2 separate regions of the Rattus norvegicus genome follow, and region 2 is linked to region 1. The links are chromatin contacts, called in public Hi-C maps. All regions are on one chromosome and are shown on one strand. Each heading gives the region's core, a stretch centred on a gene start, on an enhancer-like site or on the middle of the called end of the contact. The rest is flanking DNA. Distances are from core to core; before and after follow the strand shown.

What was found. Hi-C and Micro-C count contacts between places; a contact is called where the count stands out from the background.
Region 2: a contact with region 1 is called in a Hi-C map of liver, with 2.4 times the contacts expected there. The contact joins the promoter of Dvl3 here to the promoter of Eif4g1 in region 1. A contact is called at or near these places in 1 of 12 Hi-C or Micro-C datasets (liver) and 1 of 1 datasets of contacts at active chromatin or transcription factors (oligodendrocytes).

Annotation. Positions count from the first base shown.
Region 1 is chr11:93,744,165-93,748,206 of GRCr8, reverse strand. Eif4g1 (eukaryotic translation initiation factor 4 gamma 1) reads left to right here and starts at 1,840. Exons shown (of 32, transcript NM_001427476.1): 1 at 1,840-1,989; 2 at 2,711-2,767; 3 at 2,986-3,079; 4 at 3,346-3,432. The coding sequence starts at 3,020.
Region 2 is chr11:93,884,876-93,889,029 of GRCr8, reverse strand. It overlaps Dvl3 (dishevelled segment polarity protein 3), which reads left to right and starts at 2,127. Exons shown (of 15, transcript NM_001107081.3): 1 at 2,127-2,418. The coding sequence starts at 2,258.

The sequences.
Region 1 (4,042 bases), core at 591-3,090:
TGTTTTCTGGTACTGATATTGAACCCAAGTGCTGGGTAAGCACTCGATCACTGAGGACTCCAACCGTCTAGAGGATTCTTGGTGTCTGAGTTTGCCCACCCTATAGCCATGGTTTTTTTTTTTTTTGTTTGTTTGTTTTGTTTTGTTTTTTTGTTTTTGATAGCTTTGATAGCATACTGATGAAGTTTATCTTATTGTTACCCTCACTTCTATCACCTGTTCTGTGATATAATGCACGCCAGGAGGTAGCGTGTGAGAGGCAGAGAGACCAGTGGGAAAGGCTCTGCTCCCTAACTACTCAGTTAAATAAAGTACGGTTTGTTTTGAGACAGTGTCTCACCATGTTGTCCTGACAAGCCTGCAACTCACTTTGTAGTTAGGATGGCCTGGAACTCAGAGATCCGCCTGCCTCTGTCTCTTGAATTCTGAGATTAAAAGTGTGCATAATGGGGTTGGGGATTTAGCTCAGTGGTAGAGCGCTTGCCTAGCAAGCGCAGGCCCTGGGTTCGGTCCCCAGCTCCGAAAAAAAAAAAGAAAAGAAAAAAAAAGTGTGCATAACCACAGTGTAGAGTGCAATTTTCATTCTAAAGAAAAATGTGGTGTAGTGGTGAATCCTCTTAAAGAAAAAAAAGGAACATTTGAAACCAGTCTAGCTCAAGTTTCAGCTTTTAACCATGGTGTATTTTTTGTTTTGTTGCTTTATTTTTTGGTTTTTCGAGACAAGGTTTCTAGCTGTCCTGAACTCTATAGCTGAGATACATTAGAGATCCTCCTGCTTTTGCGCTGGGAATACTGGGATCAAAGGTGTGGACCACCACCACCACCAGTTCAAATTTTCTTATTTTTTTTAATTTAAATATTTATTTTATGTGTATGTTTTGCTTTCATATATGTCTGTGCATCACATGTATATGTGGTGCCTATAGAGGCAGAATTCTATCGAATCAGAGTTATACACAGTCGTGAGCTGCCTTATAGATGAATTGAATCCAAATCCTTTTTTTTTTTTTTTTTCTTTCTTTTTTTCGGAGCTGGGGACCGAACCCTGGGCAAGTGCTCTACCACTGAGCTAAATCCCCAACCCCAAATCCTCTCTTTTTAAGAGCAGCCAATAAAGAGCATCCAGTGCTCTAACCATTGAGCCATCTCAGAAATGTTCAAGATGAAGTTTCTCTGTGTGTAACTTTGGCTGTCCTGGAGCTGGCTTTGTAGACCAGACTAGCCTTGAACTCACAGAGATCTACCTGTCTCTGCTTCCGGAGTGCTGAGATTAAAGGAGTGGTTCACCACCGCCTGGTGAAATTTCCCTATTTTAAAGTTGATTCCCTGCCTTAGCTATCAGAATTCTGGGGATCACAGACAGCACACGTAAGTACACAAGGCTTTGGGATTCCTTTTTTCAGTATTCCAACGTTTTTAGGTTTGACTTTTGCCTTTCCCTAGGAGCGACTGATTTTTTAAAGAGAATGTAAAATTACTTCTTTAGTTAGATTGCATCAGTTCTTTTGGTGCAACATTGAATTTCCTTTGTTAATAGGTCTATCAAAGATCAAATGTATAGCATTTTCAGAGGCTGCATAATTTGTAGTGTGCCATTTACTAGGGCAGGACTGCCTTTTAGATTCGGCACTCTCGGCTCCAGGCGGGCACTTCGCTTTGCACTCACGCGCTCAATAAATGCTTGCCGCAAAGTATGAATGAACTAAAGAACCGCCAGGGCCTCAGAGGGGGTCGGCCTGGGAGTTCCAAAGTTCGGGAGGGGACACGGGGGCGGGCAGTGGGTGTCACGTGATGGGGCGGAGCAAATCCCATGTGCTTCCCCAGCGCCAGCGCAGCTCCGCCCTCTGCGCCGGTCACGTGGGGCGCTGGCTGCGCCTGCGGAGAAGCGGTGGCCGCCGAGCGGGATCTGTGCGGGGAGCCGGAAATGGTTGTGGACTACGTCTGTGCGGCTGCGTGGGGCTCGGCCGCGCGGACTGAAGGAGACTGAAGGTAAAGCCGCCATGTCCGGGCCCGACCCGGCCCCCCACCCCTCCCCCCGCATCCGCCGCCATCCGGGCCGGGGCCCGCCACCCTGCGCCGCCGCCCCGGCGCTCCGGCCCCGAGCCCGCGCCCAGGCCCTACTCGCCAGGCCGATCCCCGGCCCACGTGTGCCGGGCCGGGCCCGGGTGGGGGTGGGGAGCAGGGCCCGGGCGGGGAGGGCGCTGGGGTGGCGGCGAGACAGCCACCTCCGCCCGGCCTGGGCCGCGGCCCGGCGCAGACTGCGCGGCGCAGACCCGCCGCCCCCTCCCCCTGCGGGGCCCGGGCGGCCGCCGGGAAGTGACACGTTGTTCTTTGGCACTGGCCGCGTTGCGCAGAGCTGGGAGGCGGCGGCGGCGAGCAGGGAGGAGCCCCCAGCCCCGCCCGGCGGCCGACCCTCGCCTGCCCCGAGCGGGCTTCGCGGCCGTCGCCGCCCGCCTTGCTGGTGCGGCCGGACTCGCGCTTTTCCTGGCTTGTGTTCCCGGGAGGCCTCGGGCCTCTCCAGCCCCGCGCGAGTGCCCCGCGGCAGGCTCCGAACCCGGTGTCCCCGGGTGGGGGGTGGGGATATCACGGCCGGAGCAGCCGGCTTCATTTGTGATCCGGGAGCCTGGTGCCAGCGAGACCTGGAATTTCCGGTCTGGTTGGTCTTGGGCCCCGTGGAGCCAGGTTGATACCCCTCACCTCCCAACCCCAGGCCTTCGGATGCCCAGAACCTGTAGGCCGCACTGTGGACTTATTCTTAACCGAGGGGGTGAGTGAGGGGGCTGTTTGAGCAGGCAAGGGTGGGGTCAGGGTGATGCGGTCCGTGTTGTTGGTGGGGTCCACAGCCTATATGTTTGATGTTTCTGTACTCACTTGGCACCTCCCTTAATCCATGTTGACCCTAGCTCTTGATACAACCTTTCCCCCCAGCCCATTTGCCATAAGCGTGGGTCCTTTCCTCGTTCCGAGCTCTGCTCTTTCCAACAGGTGCTGGGGGGACCCTGATGTGGCACCAAATGAAATGAACAAAGCTCCCCAGCCCACAGGCCCCCCACCCGCCAGGTCCCCTGGACTCCCACAGGTAATCAAGGCTAAATGAACAGGACTCGGGTGGGGTGGAGGTCATGCAGCTCGCAGTTTTCCCACCCCCATCTGTGTCAGGGCAAAGTGCAGCTGCCTGCTGCCAAATTGAGATAGGGCCCCTGGCTGTCCCTGGGGCTGTCACAGGGAGGGAACATGTGGACTGCCGAGACTGTTGCTGCAGGTCTGCTCCCCTTATTTCACCAGCCTGGGTTTAGGCCCCACCCAGGCTTCCCCTCTTGCTGAACTCTGGTCTCTCCCCTTCAGCCAGCGTTTCCCCCGGGGCAGACTGCACCGGTGGTGTTTAGCACGCCTCAAGCGACACAAATGAACACGCCTTCTCAGCCCCGCCAGGTGAGGGGCTGTGGCTAGAGAAGGGTGTTGGGTGGGAACTGGGGAAACTGGGAAGCTGCTGGTTTGGGGCGAGTATGGAAACTATGGACGCTGTGTACTGCCCCCCCCCCCCCAACTTCCTGACAGCTGCCCGTGTTCTTCCTGCTGTTAGTTACTTAGGGTGGCTGACCCTTTGAAGCTTATAGACTGTGAGGGTGGCATTATGGGGGTCTTTGAGAATTGGAGACTGTGTTGTGGGCCCTGCTGTCAGCCCTTTCCTATTGCACTAGGAATAGTAGTTCCTAGTTCCTCTCCTCCTCTCCTTTCCCTTTGAACTGTGATGAGATAAAAATTCCAGTTGTGCTTTTATTTTTTGTGTTCTCCAAGTTCTTCCCAAGGGGAAGGATTCTTTTCCTACCCACTTCACTCCCCCTAATCCCACTCTGTCACCTTGGGGATAATTGTCGTCTTTCCTGTCCCCATGTGCTTTCAGGGAGGATTCAGGTCTCTGCAGGTAATACCTCTTTCCTAATCCCGAGCCACCTCTTTGGTGTCACCCGACCTCCCCCAGTCCATAGCTAGACACAGATTGGGATGTTCAGGGTGGGTGCCACCTTTGCCGTTTAGGAGT
Region 2 (4,154 bases), core at 878-3,377, 140 kb before region 1:
CACCGGAGCAAACGAAGGGAAGTTCCAGGAACAGGCAAAGCTGGACTACCTCATAGGTTGGACTGGATGAACAAAATGTGTCCTGAAAAACCACTGGAATGTTTGCAAAGAATCATTGGTGCTTACATTTTTAAAAAATAAAAACAACCAAAGAACAGTAAAAGAAGCAAGTAATATAACAACTTTAGCAGTATACATTGACTGATAGTTAAAATGCTGTCGATATTAAGTACTCTATTTAACAAGCATGGTTTCAATATTTTAATATATTTTATATATCTATTCATTTAATGTATGTGAGCACACTACAGCTGTCTTCAGACACACCAGAAGAGGGCATCTGATCTCATTACAGATGGTTGTGAGCCACCATGTGGTTGCTGGGATTTGAACTCAGGACCTCTGGAAGAGCAGACAGTGCTCTTAACCACTGAGCCATCTCTCCAGTCCGGTTTCAATATTTTAAGAAAGTAAAAGTGGAAAGTCAATAGCAATGTCTAGAATGTGTAAATCAAGAAATAAGGCAGGCATCACATGACTTTAACCCCAGCTGCTCCAGGAGTACAGAGGCAGGAGAGTAGAAAGTTCAAGGTCATCCTGGACTCTTTACTTTTTAATATTAAGGTTGTAGAAACAGCTCAACATTTAAGAGGGCTTGATGTTCTTACAGAGGCCCTGAGTTCAGTTTCCACCATCTCGGCAGGTGGATCACAGCTTCCTGTGACTCTAATTCCAAGGGACTGACATCCTCCTCCGATCACCTCAGATACCCAAAATCTGCACGGGTAAAAATAAACCTTGAAAAGTCTTAATGCATTTTAGTTATGCACAGACATTACTTGGAGAAAAAGATAAATGAAGGATATAAACTGAAAAGATATAACTACTACTGATTGCTTTCTGCCTATAATAAAAATTTGGTTTTGAAGTAACAAGAAGTCTAGAGAAGTAGGTGTCAGATTATAAAGGACCTCGTGTATCATGTTGAGGGTATATGAAAGGCATATTGGGTAATGTGAAGGTTTCTGAGCAGAAGAGGTGATTAAAATGGGTCCTGAAATGCAGGGATGTAATCCCAGAACTCAGAAGCCTGAGGCAGGAGAATTGCCAGGAGTTTTGAAGCCACTCCTGACATACATTGTTACAGCTGAGAAGCTGAACCACCAACTGACTGACTATACCTAGTTTTTAACATCTACTGTCCCAATCATCGATCATGTATGTCTACGCTTTCTGTTTTTTGTTTTTGTTTTTTTTTTTTTACTTGGGGATCAGGGTGGGAGTTGAGACAGAGTTTGTCTGTGTAGCCCTGGCAGTCCTGGAACTCGCTCTGTAGACTGGCTGGCCTCCAACTCAAAGATCTGCCTGCCTCCCCAGTGTTCAGACTAAAGTCATTTGCTACCACACCTGACTGCTTGCTCTTTTTCTTAGCTCGCATTTTTTCTTTTCTTTTTCTTTCTTTTTTCTTTTTTTAGAGAGAGAGACAGGACTTTTCTACCTAGTCCTGCTGGGGTCTTGAGCTCTCTGTAGGCCAGGCTTGGCTTGAACTCACAAAAAGCCACCCGCCTCTCGTTCCCGAGTGCCGGGATTAAAGGCAAGCACCACCACACCCGCCAATCCATTACTCAAACTACTTGCTCATAGAGACGCTGAGATTACAGGGATAAAAATTTAAACTTGCTCAGCCCTCAAGGAACTCAGTACAGTCCGGTCACAGCAACTGTGCTGTCAGCAAAATCCAGAGATCCGAGTCGAAGCGACCCCCCTCCAGGGAACCAGTTAGGTCTTCAAATCTATTTTCTTCCGCAGTAGGTGACACTTATCTTCCATCCCTCCCCTCCAGCCAGGGAGCCGGCCCACCGTTCCCCTGGGCCCACCGGGGTGAGACTTCCAGGTCCAGCAGCCTGATCCAGGAGCACAAGGAAGCGAGCGCCGCCCCGCGGGTGGGCGGGCAGTCTGCGGCAAGCAGCCAGCGCCGCTCGGCGGCGGGGCGGAGCCGCGCTGGGCTCGGCCCAGAGCCGGGAGGGCCGAGGCCACCGGAAGAGTCGCGGTCGCCAGCCGAGCGCTGTGAGTGGGGAGCGGAAGCGGTGGCGGGCGGCGCTGGGACCCGGGAGCGGCCGGAGAACAAGGGAGCTGGCGCCCCGGCCGGCGGCTGAGCGGGGCTAAGCAGCGGGCCTCGCCGAGCGCCGAGCTCTGTCGGAGAGGCCCGGCCCCGCTGCCCAAGCAGGCCGCACGCCGCGGGGCCGAGGCCGGAGCCATGGGCGAGACTAAGATCATCTACCACTTGGACGGCCAGGAGACGCCGTACCTAGTGAAGCTGCCCCTGCCCGCCGAGCGCGTCACCTTGGCGGACTTTAAGGGCGTTTTGCAGCGGCCCAGCTATAAGTTCTTCTTCAAGTCTATGGACGACGATTTTGGGTGAGGATGGCCCCCGCCCCGCCTCCCGGGAGCTCGGGTCGCTCCGCTGCTAGGGGCCAACGCGGCCAGTTCCGACTCCCCTCGCTGCACTGGTTTCTAACCCCGCTTCCAGCAAGGAGCGACTCGGTGACTTGGGACCCTCTTGACTTTGAGGGACTCCCAGTCATCTCTTGGAGGCCTTGCCTCCCCCACCCCACCCCCCAGCCCAGCGGGACGTCCCTCCCTAAGCAATTGGTTCCTATCATTTAAGCCCCTTCACCTCCCCACGGTCCAGCGGCCCGCCGTAGACATACATCCTTTCCACTCCAAAACCAGAGTTCTCAGTCCTTCCAGGTGCCACCTTTTAAGCATAGAGTTGGAGTTAAACTGACACTCGGTCTGCCTTCCCAGTCCTCTGAGCTCTGCAACTCAGATCCTTATTTGGAGTGTGCTCTATCTAGGGCTGTAGCTGGTGGGACTTGGAACTGGAGAAGGAGGAATTGGGGGCTGTTCTGCCAGGCTGGATGCTGGACCTGATGTTTGTCGAGTAGATTCTCCTCTCTCCTGGGCTGATGGGGTGTTGCCTGGCCCGGAGAAGGAGTTTTCACTAATCAGGTGCTGGGGCCTTTTCTTTCCTGATGGTGTTCCCAGGGGAGATGCTACATAGAGCTTCAGAGCCTGGATGGGAAAGCCTGGAAGGGCCTGTTGGTGTTCTCTTGTCTTCCCCTTCCTACCCAGCTGCAGGGCTTTTGATGGGCAATTTGGAAGATGGGACTGCCCCTTTAAGAGAGGTTGGAATGTTGGAGCCTGAGGGTTCTGTAGCAGCTGGCCTGAGAGGGGACACACACACACACACACACACACACACACACACCTATCCAAGGGGCTGAGGCTTGCCTGCATTAACTGGACAGCGGACTTATAGGCTATGGAGCAAACACACACACACACACACACACACACACACACATACACACACACACACACCCTACCCCACCCCTCTCTGGGCCCTCCAAGGCCTGAAGGTCCCTCTGATGCACTTGCCTGAGGCTTGCACTCTGCTTGCAGCTGAGGCCCCAGAGCTGGGTGAGGGGAGATATTCTCTCTAGTGTACATTAGTCTGGCTTCCCTCCTAAGCCCTGCCCTCCAAGCCCCAGGAGGCAAGCACCTTCTGTCTCCTTCTGGGCTATTTGTCATTTTCTGCCCTGGAACTCGACATTTGATGAGCTCTTAAAAGTGTGTGTGTGTGTGCATGTGTGTGTGAGTGTGTGTGTGTGTGAGTGTGTGTGTGTGTGTGTGTGAGTGTGTGTGTGTGTGTGAGTGTGGACAGTGGAGAATTGATCTGACTATTGCTAAATCTGTTCTTGCCCTGGGATGAGACTCTTGTGTGTGGTGATGATTGTCTGGCTGTAGTTTAGAGTAGGAAGACCTGGTTGAAAGACCCTGAAAATGATGTATCTGGAAGAACTGAGGATAGGAGGTGAGTGTCTCAACCTGGCATGAGAGGAATAAGAAGAGGGTCTTTCTTATTATTCGAAGGAGCTGGGATAATATTTCAGGATATGCTAGGCCAGATGTCTTGAGGGATTAGAATAGTCTTGTATCTCCACCCCCACTTGCCTCTGCCTCCCAAGCAGACCACTCTGAGCTGCTTCCTGCTTTCCTGAGGTTGTCGTGGGAGCAGACCTAACTACAATTATAAGAGGGCTCCCATTGCATCTGCTCACTGTTGGGAAATATTTTTCTTTAAATCAACT